2 separate regions of the Anas platyrhynchos genome follow, and region 2 is linked to region 1. Evidence: chromatin contacts called from public Hi-C data. All regions are on one chromosome and are shown on one strand. The core of a region is the stretch at or near the end of the contact, and the rest is flanking DNA. Distances in the headings are between cores, read along the strand shown.

Region 1 (5,723 bases), core at 59-2,558:
AAAAAGGGACTGTGAATAGCCAAGACTCCCAGTGATCTCACTGCAAATTACACATTTATTTGGAATGCATTACAGGAATAATGTTACAGACTTAAGACCTGATCCAAATTCCATTATGTAAATGGAAAAGAAAATTTTGTTGTCTTAAAAGGAAATTGAATTTAGTTTTTAGTTCCCAGTTAATGAGATACTAATAAAAGCAAAGAACTGCAAGGAAAGTGATCAAAGAGAAATGCCCCCACCCCACCCCCCTTTTTTTCTCTTTTATTTTTTTTTTTTTTTCCTTTTTTCTTTTCATATTAAATACTTACCTAAACTGCAATTTATTCATATATCTAAAGTGGCTCTCAGATCCAATAGAAAAGCAAGCTGCAACTGACTTAATGTCATCCTTAATGAATGAACGGAAATGGGGCATATCACAGATTCTAAATGTGCAATTAGTGTCTAAGGATAAGCAAAAAGAGCTATGTAACCTGTACATGATCCATTGGTTATTCCATGCAACATAATCCTTTCTTCAAAATAATGTTAAGATTGTTGCTATTATTAAGGACATATCTTGTTTTGAAACAAACACTTCAAAGACTCCTCTTTCTTTTACAGATTGGACACTTTTGTGATTTCATTTCTGGTTGAACCTACTACAGTTGCTTACCTTAGTGAATGGAACCACCTAAACAGGCCCCAGATCTGCTAAATGATCTCACAGACAGGTCTTCTTCTGCTAAGCTATACATAGGGCAGTTGGCTACGTATAGGTCAACTGGTCTCACACTGTGTGCACATCTCCTAGCACCTGAATTAAGCCCCACGATCAAAGCACTGACGTTTGTCCTGCACAATCCTGAATGCTCTCAGCTTTTAGTGGACCCAGAATAAGCTCAAGGTATTCAGAAACCCAGTTTGCACAGCAGGACTTTTGTAGCAGAATATCATAGCCACAAGATTTTTGTTTCTTCTCTAAAGGAATAGGTACGCGCAGGGGACTATAAGTAATGTGAATTTCAAGACAGGAACAGATCCATTTTGATCTGCCAGCTTTATTTAAAATTAATAAATTCAGTCCATGTATAAACTATCCAGTCATATCCTGTAAAGGTTTAAACAGTGAAACCACAAGGGAAAATAAACTAACATCTCTTCCCTTTTTATCTTAAAAGTGTCTGAAATGAATTGGTTGCTAAAGAAACCTGATATAATTGTGACAGACTGTTTTGAAACCCTTAGCGCAGTTCATCTGAAACCTCAGCATAACAAGTGGCCTCTTATCTGCGTACTATTCCAGGAAGAAATGCATGGCATTTCGTCATCACAGCTGAAAGACTAGCTGGCTCTGCACGTAGGCTAAGCGAGAATAAGAGCCCTCAGCTATAATGAGGGCACGGTGGTAGCTAATGCTTAGTCAGAGGCTGTTTCCTTTAGCCTTTGCTACTGCTTGTAGGAGTTGGAATGCAGGAAAAAGCAAAAATTAAAGAGAACATAGAGAAGGTCAATGTTTACCTTCTCTGTTTGTTCTCAGTCAAGATTATTTTGGAAGAAGTGGAACACATGAAGTAATATAGCGACATCTTAAACCATCTTGCCTATTATAAGGACTTTAAGTAGTTTTATTTAGTGTGACTATTTGTGAGAAGGATTACTTACAGAAGAGAGAATCATAAAAAGCAGATGTATTTTTTTAGTCTGACATTTAAATGCAAATTAGTAAGCGGAAGTTTAATATAGTTATTTCCTTGTGAAAACTGATCTTGAATTTCCAAACAGGCAAACAACTTTCTCCTTAACAAAGCCATTGAATCATAGATAACCAGTAGCAATTATTTCAAAATTATTTCAAAAACAAGGGTACACCTTTGTAAGTGGAGGAATATGGTGAGGAACATTTATTTTTACAGGTTTTTCCTCTCTTCCACATCCTTAAGATCGTAACATCCACAATGCTCTGTCATCATGTTTTTGAACATGATGACGTTTTTGCAGATAAGAATCTGCAAAATTTGAACATGGAATGACTGATCAACAGAAAATGAAAATGTTAAATGGGAACGTGTAGTAATGTTCAGACTGTAGGTTTGAGAGCTGATTCATTCAGGACAGCATTTTGTTTTGTTATTTTGGCAGGAGAAATATCACAGCAACTATTGTGAATTTACTCTGCTATAACCAAGCTCATTTAAGCACATGACTGTATGCACTATAATACTGAACACACTGGACTGAGTCATTTACACTCATGCAGTCGCTGATCTAAATAAGGGCTAGATTTAACTTGCTCTGTTTAACTCACTGGCTGAACACTTTAAATTGTTGGCACGGATATTTCTCAGGAAACTCAAACTTACACAAGCAGAGGAAAAACATTGCGAATGAGATGCTGCTGTGTGCAAAAATTCATCTTGGGTAAAACTTTAAACCCTAAAAATAAATCTTGTGTGCAGTTCTCCCAAATAGGCTTTTCTGTTCAACTCTGAAGGTTTAAAGCAGTTGTTAATCATGTACTGTACACAGTGCTAAGCAGGAAAGTGTTCAGTTATTTCTGAAACACGTTATTTTGAGGCTATATTTGAATCTTCCATATTTATGTGATGAGAGTTATGTCACAAAGTTAATCATTCCCAGGATGCTAGCATTCAGGGTAATGAAAAACTTCTTGTGCAACCAGCCATTAATCAGTGAGTATAACATTGCATAATGCTTTCTGAAGCATGTGTTATGTGATCAGAGTACAAGGCTGTATAATACAGCAAAGTGTTTATGCCATATGCTGACCTTTTCTAAAGCAGAAACGGAGCCATGTGATGTGCTGCTCTTGCCAGCAGTTGCTTATTGCCAATAATTAAGTTTGACGATATGAAGAAACACAAACTTGTATTGCTTTAGAGTTCTAAAAGGAAGAAGCTTTGAAGTTTTTGGCACTGCAAAGCACAAAGATTGCCAACTTGGCTTGCATACACTACCGTTGTCCATTATAGGCACCGCCCATCAAAACTGGAATCAAGTGCCCTGTTCAAGTGGTTACTGGCATTTGTGTAAAGGAAAACATGCTCCGTCGTTACAGGACTGCAGTATTATCCAAAAGAGCACAAAGGTCACAGGAACAAAGCAGCCAAAAGCATGCCTGGTACCTCAAATCTCAGTACATCACAATAACATTTGATGTTCTTGTGCAATAGTGCTAGTAAGCAGCTATTACTTAATCTCCTACCAGTATTACACAAATGTATACTTGCGAAATACTTCAGATAAATATGCTGTAATTATATGAACTATAAAAGCATGTATAGTACAAAATGTTTTTGTAACTCAAAACACACATACCTGTGGAGACGTGGTTTTAATGAGCTATTTTAACAATGGGAACAATGCCTCAGAAGCTTCCATGAACAACCATAAAACTATGTGCTGGAAGCAGAGTGGACATACGGACATGCACTTTATATATTATGTATATATATACACACACCAAGTGATCAAAATTTTGCCCTAAACACAGTTACTTTGTGCTTCACTGTTGGCAGAATCAGGTTGCAAAGCTGGAATAACCAGCTTCGTACAACTGCTTTAGCACAAGCAACCTTTCTGGTAGTGTAGCTATGACATGGCTGCTCCTGTACCACCTCCTCCCTGACTTGCTTGGGTTTCCTTTCACCTAACTGATGACAGCCAGACTACTTAGGGGAGTGCGTAAAGAAAGAGGTAGCTAGCTTCCATAAGCATTACCACCTGTTGAGAGCAACACAGTTCCATCATGGGACCGACTGTATGTCAGCAGTGGTTGAAGTGATTCCTGATATACCTCTGCTAAGGAACTATTTTCAAGCTTAACTAACAGTCCTAAAGCACAAAGCAGTCTAGAAACACAATCACAAAGGTGCACATGTAAGAATAAGACTATGCGGGAGCTTAGGTGCCCAAGCCAAAAATTTATATTCTCAAAATTCCTGCTTAACTGTTGAGATTTTCCTTTCCCCTTTGAAGCCGTACTTCTGATGTATTAGACAATGGCAGCCATGCTGTAAGACCTTCCAGGATTTACGAATTAAGACTTCCACAGCTAAGGAATCTGAGTCAGAAGGTATCTTCACACTTGACAGACAGGAATCCACAGAGTACAAAGGAGATGTTGGGGCTGAGTGCAAAGCCAGCAGGATTCTATCCTTGCTCCACAATCTATTAATAAAAGTGTAATACTCGCTGCAAGACAGGTCTTCCCTTTCCAATCTAATAGGCTAATGGTCATTATTACTATGTCTCAACAAGACAAATGGCAGACTAAGTAATTAAAATAAAAATGTTTAATCAGGATTGACTGAGAACCTCCAGTGATCAGGTCAGTCTTGAAGGAGTGTTCAGACCAATTCAGTGAAAGGAAGGAGCAAAAATGGATTTGAGCTGAGTTTCACGAGTACTCCAACTATTCAGAAATTAGATCGACCAAATAAGTGAAGCATACCCTCTTCATTTTTTCAACAAAGGACTGATTTCAACCCAGGTATGAAAAAGTATGTAAGAACCCAAAATGAATTCGCTTTGTGAACCCAAACTGATGAAAGGAATTCCCTTCAGCAGAAGGTGGATAAAAAGAGCCCCAAAGCACGTCCATGTCTTCATTTATGAACTGATTAAATAGATAGAACCCTTCTCATTATGCTGTCTTTTGTGGACCCAAACTTTTTTCAAATACTATGTATAGACAGCCTAGGAATCATAAATGGACGTTACGATCTCTGTAAGTGATTAGGGTATAGAACTGGCTGAAACAAGCCAGAACAGAAAGATCTGTGGAGTTGCTCACAAACATATCAGAAATGACTGTGCTGAACTTAAACACTGCAGCCTGAACACACTATACAAACCATTGCTTCTATCCATCCTTACAAGACCCACTACATTTTAGAAGCATGGTTCTTGGCTCTCTCCTCCTTTCACCACTACTTTGAAGAGGAGGCTGGCCAAAATAACATATCTAAAACAATATTCAATGTTAATCTTTTTTCTTTTTTTTTTTTGGATCAGTCCTGAGTGGTCACTATCTGTGAATGCTTACATACGTTTATGTAAATAGTTCAGCTACATATGAGCTTTGGAGAGAACAGTTCTGGCAGTATGGACTTATTACATAAAACAAAACAAAACTAAACTAAACAAAACACAGAGTCAAACACAAGCACATATATGCATTAGTAACATTTATATGTAACGAAAACACAACCTTCAAAACTCTGTCCTTATAATTTAAATTTTAAACTTCGTCTTTCTAAACTACATGAAAGAGAAGCTTTTTAAAGAATCTGTACAACTGGCATCAGATTTTTGAACATGCTAGAAAGAATTGAGCCAAAGATGATATCAGAAAGTCCCTTATGCTTAAATGAAAATGTTAAATCAATTAGCAATTGCTAGAATAAAGAAGCAACTATTTGCTGTATGTTCCCTACAAAAAAAAAAAATCAAAATCAAAATCTTCATGTTCTTTTGAAAATGATTATATTATGCAACATGAAAACTGCAACACATTCTCACCTCTTTAATGTTATAAAAGCTTTATTAGCATACACTTTAGAAATTATAATCAAAGAGTAGTAGTCACTAACGAGAACTTTGAAGAGTCTACAAACATACATATACAGAGTATGCCTTTCAGGGTTAATGTATTATTTTGAACTGGAGTATTGCAATAGGGCTTAGCTTTGACACAGAATGTTCACACCCTCTATAAT
Region 2 (6,501 bases), core at 3,174-5,673, 160 kb after region 1:
CCCACTTCCAAGCTGTACCCAGAAAGCTGATGTCAGATGTAATTTTTATGAAAGGCTTTTGTTGTTAGGAAAATTAGTTAAGTTACTGTTTATCTTAATAACTACAAATTAATTCATTAATGTATAGCTTGCTTCCCAAAGGTAAATTACACAAATTATGCAAATAAAATTATTATTTGGAGGGAACTAAACATGTATTAAAGGTAGCTGTTGCTCAAAAAGGTCAGTCAAGATTAATAGGAGCAAATATGACCCATATTTTCTCCCATTTCCTTAGGAGGACATACAGCATGCTTCTACCAGATCTGCTCAACCTGTCCTAAACCGGCTGCTTGCTGCTCTGGTATAAGTGGGAATAGATTGGTGGGAACAAAAATCTTAGAAGGTTACTCAAAGAGCCATGAGAAACTTTGAAGCTGAAAAGAAAAGGAAATGTATATATTACTTGTGTAAATATTTAATTACACTTATACAACACATGGTACATATGTGTGTATATAAATCATGACGTTTTATTTAAATATCACTTCACTCTGCAGTATTTTACTAAAATCCCAATAGAAACAACAGGAACTGAAGCAACAATAGTGTAACAGTATGCTTCTCCTCATCTCAACAGCTATTTGACAGTAGGAAAAACTAGAGTGCACAAAGCAATCACTTAGTAGTAACAACGTTCTGGGAATAAGATCTGTGTTCTAATTAAGGACCATTAAAAAATACAAAATCAAGTGTTAATTATTCTGACAACAAATGGCTCTCTCCTATTGAACAGTATTCTTAAAATGCCAACCATGGACCAGACCTTTGGCTGACCTAAATTTATATAGTGCTATTTAAAGGCAGGAGAATTATGTCAATTAATCCCAGCGGGTGCCCTGAGCATGCATTTGTTATGTAACTGAAGTATAAAGATGCGAAATAAACGATGTTTGTAAAATGTTGGCGTCTACCACGCACTGCCAATGGAACACAGAAACAGCCGACTTCAGAGCCCCACTCATGCAAGATGGTCCAGATAGGAAGACCACCACCACCTGTGCTAATTCCTATTATCTTTGCTGCGATGTTCCACTCACAAGAGGAGGTCTTGCAGCACCTGGCACCTATACTGCTGTGAAGACACCTCTGTGGCAAAAAATTAAAAAATAATAATAATAATAAAAAAACTGCTTAATTATTCTAATGCTTCAGGACAGAACTCATAATTACACTAAGATGGAACAACTCAAAAAAGGAAAACACTTTTTTAATACAGCTTTTTATCTGGCAGAAAACAGATTTCTGTATTATCTGTTGCCAGATTCAATCTCATAGTATGAGATTTCAGTTCAACAGTTGAATGAGGAAAAGAAAAAATAAAAAAGAAAAAACACAGGATGTCTAAGGAGGGCAATAATAATTCACTTCAGGTCTACCTCTTAATACAACAAGTTTTCAAGAACATTGCTTTTACCACATTTTGAATCAAGCCCAAGTATGCCCTTGCTTATGCAATCCTATTTTTGACAGTCATGCTTGTCATTGGTATTAGACAGTTACATCACCTGTTTAAAAAAAAAAAAAACAACACAGTTTTTTTCAAGCACTGTAAAATACCGTAGCAGAAATCATCTGACATTTTGTCTTAGAACGGTCTGCAGCAATTGGCCATCTATTTGCATTTTTTTTCTATTACATATCCTAAGCACATTTATATCTCATAACTGGCTGTAATGATCATAGCAAGGTCACCTAGAAGAGTCAATTAAGCTGATGAGTCAGATACATTGCTTAACAGTGTGCAATAAGACTCAAACAGAGGATTTTATTGTTCATGTTATTGCATCATAGTGATGTTATAACAGCAGCAAGATTGCTGTCTGGAAAAAAAAAAATATTGCATAAACATAGTTTGCATAACTATCTACTAAAATAAGTCAATTTAAAATGAGCTAAAGGTTTATTTTATTTATGAGTTTTATTTCAAGATAAAGGACTGAAAAACGCAGCGTGGTGCTGATACCTTTTGTAGACTGTGCATTGCTTTACTCGCAACAGAAAGAATGTACGTTCAACAAATTTCAGCTAAAGCGTGGTAAATACTGTTCCTTCTTAGGATAAGATTAGATGTGAGGAGGTCACATAAGTTCATATTGCTCATGGGAAGACTCTAAGCTTTTTGACACCTTTCAGATTAGTTCCTTAAAAAAAAAAATACAAACGAGAGGAAAAAAAAAAAAACAACACAACAGCAGAAACTTGAAGCTTTGAAGTCAAATCCAGGAAGCTGGATATTATAAAAGCTAGTTAAGAGCCCTTTAGAGAATAAGACGAGATAAAAATAGAAAGTAAATAAAAATGGAAAGTAAAGGCAGATCGTTCTAAAGAGGGTTAGCACTTCAACAGTCAAATAAAGACATTTGTAATGTGAGAACTTTTAAAGCGGTATCTGCCAGTGCCAGTGATGTTAGGGATCTTTATTCAATAATCCTTGAACTCGCTGGTTTGAATTAGGTCTCTAGGTCAACACCCGAATCCTTATTCATTCACATTTCCGATAAAAGCCAGCATTTTGGTGGAGCAGGGGACCACAGAAGCAATGCAATTTTTTTCTTTTTTTCTTTTTTTTTTTTTTTAAACTAGCCCCTGGGTTGAATTAATGACCGAGGAGGGCAAGGATGACTCAAAGTGGGTTACGTACACAGGAGTGAGCACAATGAAACTGCGAGCAACCGCTGAAGTTACAAGGACGAGAAAATAAATTAATAAATTAATTAACTAAGAGAAATCAGGCTGGCTCGCTTCTGACACGGCAGCAACCCCCAGACCCTGGACACCGGGGCGCCGCCGCACTTGACCCCCCCCCACCCACCCCGGGGGGCCGCCCCGCCGGAAAGTTTTGCCCATCTGGGGCATTTTCTGCCGCCGCCGCCACCCCTACGGCCACCTCGGCGGCTTTTTTTTTTTTTTTTTTTGGTGACAAAGACGCCGATTTCGGCGTCGCCCACCCGGGCGGCGGGGCCCACCCCGGGCCGCTCCGCGGGGCCGGGCGGTGCCGGTGCCGGTCCCGGTGGCGGTGCCGGTGGCGGTGCCGGCGGGGCGCGGCCGGACCCCCTTTGTCTGCCGCTCCCCCCCCCCCTCCGCAGGCCCGGCCCGGCCCGGCTCGGCCCCTCCGTGCCCGGCGGCGGCGCATGGCGTCCGCCCGCTCCCTCGGCGCGGCCCCGGCCCCGAACAAAGGGCTGCGGCAGCGCCCCCAGCCCTCGCCCGCCGCCGCCTGGCGGACCCGGGGCGGGGGCCGGGGGGCAGCGGCCGGGCCCCGGCGCCTGTCACAGCGCCCCGCAGCTGCGCCGCACGCACGGCGCCCACAGCCCCCGGTAACGGGGCCGGCCCCAGCCGCGGGGGTCCCCCCCCAAAAAAAACAAAAAGGGAGCCCCGCGGCTGTGCCGGGCTGGGTGTGCGGGGACAGCCGCAGGGCACGCCCGCGTGCAAGGAGCGGGGGCAGCGTGAGTGTGAGTGAGTGTGTGTGAGTGTGAGTGTGAGCACGGGGCCGCCCCGCCGGGCACGGCTCGTCCCGCGGTGTGACAGAGCCGGGCACGGCGCCGCGTCCCCGCTGCTACACCCCCCATATACATACATATAGACACACATATATGTATATATATTTTTTTAATTCCCCTTTTTCTGTTTTTTTCCTTTTTATATATATATATATATAATTTTTTAATTTTTTTCCATTTATTTTCCCGGGGCGCCAGACCCGTCCCGCTGCTCTTTGTGGCCCGGCGCTGCCGCCCCGCTGCCGCTGCCGCTCCCCGGGCCGGCTGCGGGCGATCCCCGCGGTTACATAACGCCGCATTTCCAGGAACCCGGCCCCGCAGCGCCCGAAAACACACACACACACACACACACACACATCCAAAAAAAAAAAAAAAAGCAAAACGCGAAAAAATCAAAAATATTAATAATAATAAAAAAAGGCACAGCGCGCACCGGCAGCACCCCGCGGCGCCGCCCGCTCCCCGCCGTGCTGCGGGGCAGCCTCCGGGGGGTGCCCGCCCCGGCAGGACGGGCAGGGCAGGGCAGGGCAGGGCAGGGCAGGGCAGGGCAGCGCCCCGCACCCCGCACCCCGCGCCCCGCAAGCGCTGCGGGTTATGTAACGGCCGGCAGCCGCCGCACAGCGCGGTACCTCGCGGCGCGGCTCGGCACGGCACAGCACGGCTCGGACGCGCCCGCCGCGCCTCCCTACCTTGCGTGCAGGGCGAGGCGGTGCGGGGCGGCCGCTCCGCTCCGCTCCTCTCCTCTCCGTGCGGTGCCGTGCGGGCAGCACCAGCAGCACCAGCACCACCAGTACCGGCAGCAGCAGCAGCAGCGTCGTCGCCCCGCTCAGCCCGCCCGCCCGCCCGCGAGCGTGCGGCGGCGGCGGCGGCGCGGAGGGATGTGTGTTAGTAGGTCAGCGCTGCGCCGCGCGGGGCGCGCAGCCCGCATGCCAGCCGCGCCGCGCCGTGACTGGCGGCCGCGCCGCGGCCAATCGGCGCCGCCAGCCGCCGGGGGGCGGCCAATGGGGGGCCGGGCAGGGGGCGGGGCGGGGCGGGGCGGGGCGCGCTTACAGTAGGGCTGTGTGCTGCGCATTGCATAACCGCCGCCGGGACGGGGGGCGGCGGCGGTGGCGGCGGCGGCGCGCGCGGGGGGCGACGGCGGTTACGTAACGGCCCGGCGGGGGGGGTAAGGGGGGGCTCGGCCCGCGGCATGGGCGGCGCCGCCGTGTGGTGAAGGAGGGGAGGGGGGGCTCGGGTGTGAGGGGCTCGGCGCCCCCGGTACCTGGTGGCGGAGCCCGGCCGAAGCTGGAGGCGGTGTTTAAGTGGTGACCCTCGGTGGGCACAGCCGGGGGTACGGCGAGGCAGGGGGCAGAGCGCTGGTGCGGCTGAAGGGACGCGTTCAGCGCGGTTTCTTTCCTGCTCTCCTGAGGTACAGGAAAAATAAATCCCACGGTTGAGAGCCGCTGCCAGCTGTCTGCACAAAGGGAGTCCGCGGACTTGAGGAAAAACTCCGAGAAGAGAACGGTTCTGTGAGTGCCCACCTCCGCTGGCCCGTCTCCTGGAGGGATGAAGTAGGGCACGCAGGTCTTGAGCTACACTCCTAGCTGCCTTCAGCGTGCCGGGATTTATCCTGGCTTCTGGACAGCAATATATGCACTCCAACCCCTGATGGATTCGTCTGTATGTATCAGTACACAACGGCAGCCCTCTTAACACCGTCTCTGATTTTCACTTAATGAGCGGTGCTGAGCCTACGTGTTGTAACACTGCTACGGGAAGGGTCTAGCAAAGGGGCATTTACAAAGCAATTAATAAAAATATCGCAGACAGTGCCTTCTATCATCTCTAACATCCTCTGGCTTCTTTATACTCTCTTGTGTTCGTGCTTCTTGGGTTTTCAGTAACGCAAGGTCTGCGTCTGACCCAGCCCAGAATTCAAAGCCAGCAGAATTCAACAGCAAAATCCCAGTGCTTTCAAAGAGAAAAGGCTCTAATTCCTCACCCTTGTTACCGTTCACATTCAGGACAGAATAATCCAAATTACATGTAGTTTGGAGTGAAATAAAAATGAAATGCTTTTTAAGATCATGATATGTTAAACATGTTTTGATGGCTTTATTTATATATGTATACTATATATATATATAAAATACACTCTGGAGTTAATTGAAATATATATATATATACACATATGTACGTATAAAATACACCCTGGAATTCACTGAAATACTGCAACTTGTGCCATAACCCTTGGCTTCCCTGCTTTACATTCTTTATAGCTGTAGGAGCTTTGCTATATAACAATGCAATCAGACTACACCATATTCACCAGTCTTCTCATACATTTGATGTGATCTGTGCTCAAAAGCATTTAACACTAACCAAGTCCTTCAGGGCTTCCTGCTCAAGATGAGTAGTAGTGAAAGTTCTATAGAATAGATGATACTGTGATTTTATAAAGATCTAAGCCAGAAATAAAATACATTAAAGAAAAAGGCAAGTCATTTGACTACAGTTCAAAGTACTAATCAAAATATTTCCGTGCATCTGGGAACATTTGTGGAAACTGTACTGGAAAAATATTTGTGCTGTAATGTACCCTTGCTAAAAGCAAACCCAAGAGAAATAGATGTTCACATTGTAACTTAGGCAGACATAAGTGAGGCAATGTTTACTGGCGCTGTTAAATGTGAAGAAACACCAAAAATTGCACAATAAGTGCACGGACTAAAGAAAGAAAATTTGTGTGATACTATTTACACTGCAACAGCCAACTTAAGATTGATGGGTCATTCATAACCTCCACATGACACAAAAGTGCAAAAGCAAATGTGATGACTGTGAACAGCAACAAATGAAATTAACTTGCATAAAAGTTACTCAAATGTCAGTTAACACAAGCCTGGCTCAATTAGTCATCTAAATGAGATTATACAAGAATGATGATACAAGCCAAAAACTTCGCTGCCTGGTCTCCCGCAGA

The links. Hi-C and Micro-C count contacts between places; a contact is called where the count stands out from the background.
Region 2: a Hi-C map of subcutaneous adipose tissue shows a contact between it and region 1, with 2.4 times the contacts expected there. The contact joins the promoter of NFIL3 here to the enhancer-like site in region 1. A contact is called at or near these places in 3 of 8 Hi-C or Micro-C datasets (liver, skeletal muscle and subcutaneous adipose tissue).

Annotation. Positions count from the first base shown.
Region 1 is chrZ:48,824,008-48,829,730 of IASCAAS_PekinDuck_T2T, forward strand. No RefSeq gene overlaps it. Among named protein-coding and RNA genes, the nearest start is that of AUH, 120 kb to the right of the region's middle. Within about 2 kb of position 1,309, at least 3 of the 8 cell types and tissues checked have an H3K27ac peak or open chromatin away from gene starts, as enhancers often do. A contact at or near this core is called in subcutaneous adipose tissue, where this site is marked.
Region 2 is chrZ:48,981,681-48,988,181 of IASCAAS_PekinDuck_T2T, forward strand. It overlaps NFIL3 (nuclear factor, interleukin 3 regulated), which reads right to left and starts at 4,424. Exons shown (of 2, transcript XM_027446249.3): 1 at 4,229-4,424. LOC119714419 (a long non-coding RNA gene) reads left to right here and starts at 4,579. Exons shown (of 2, transcript XR_005261626.2): 1 at 4,579-4,704; 2 at 4,948-5,360.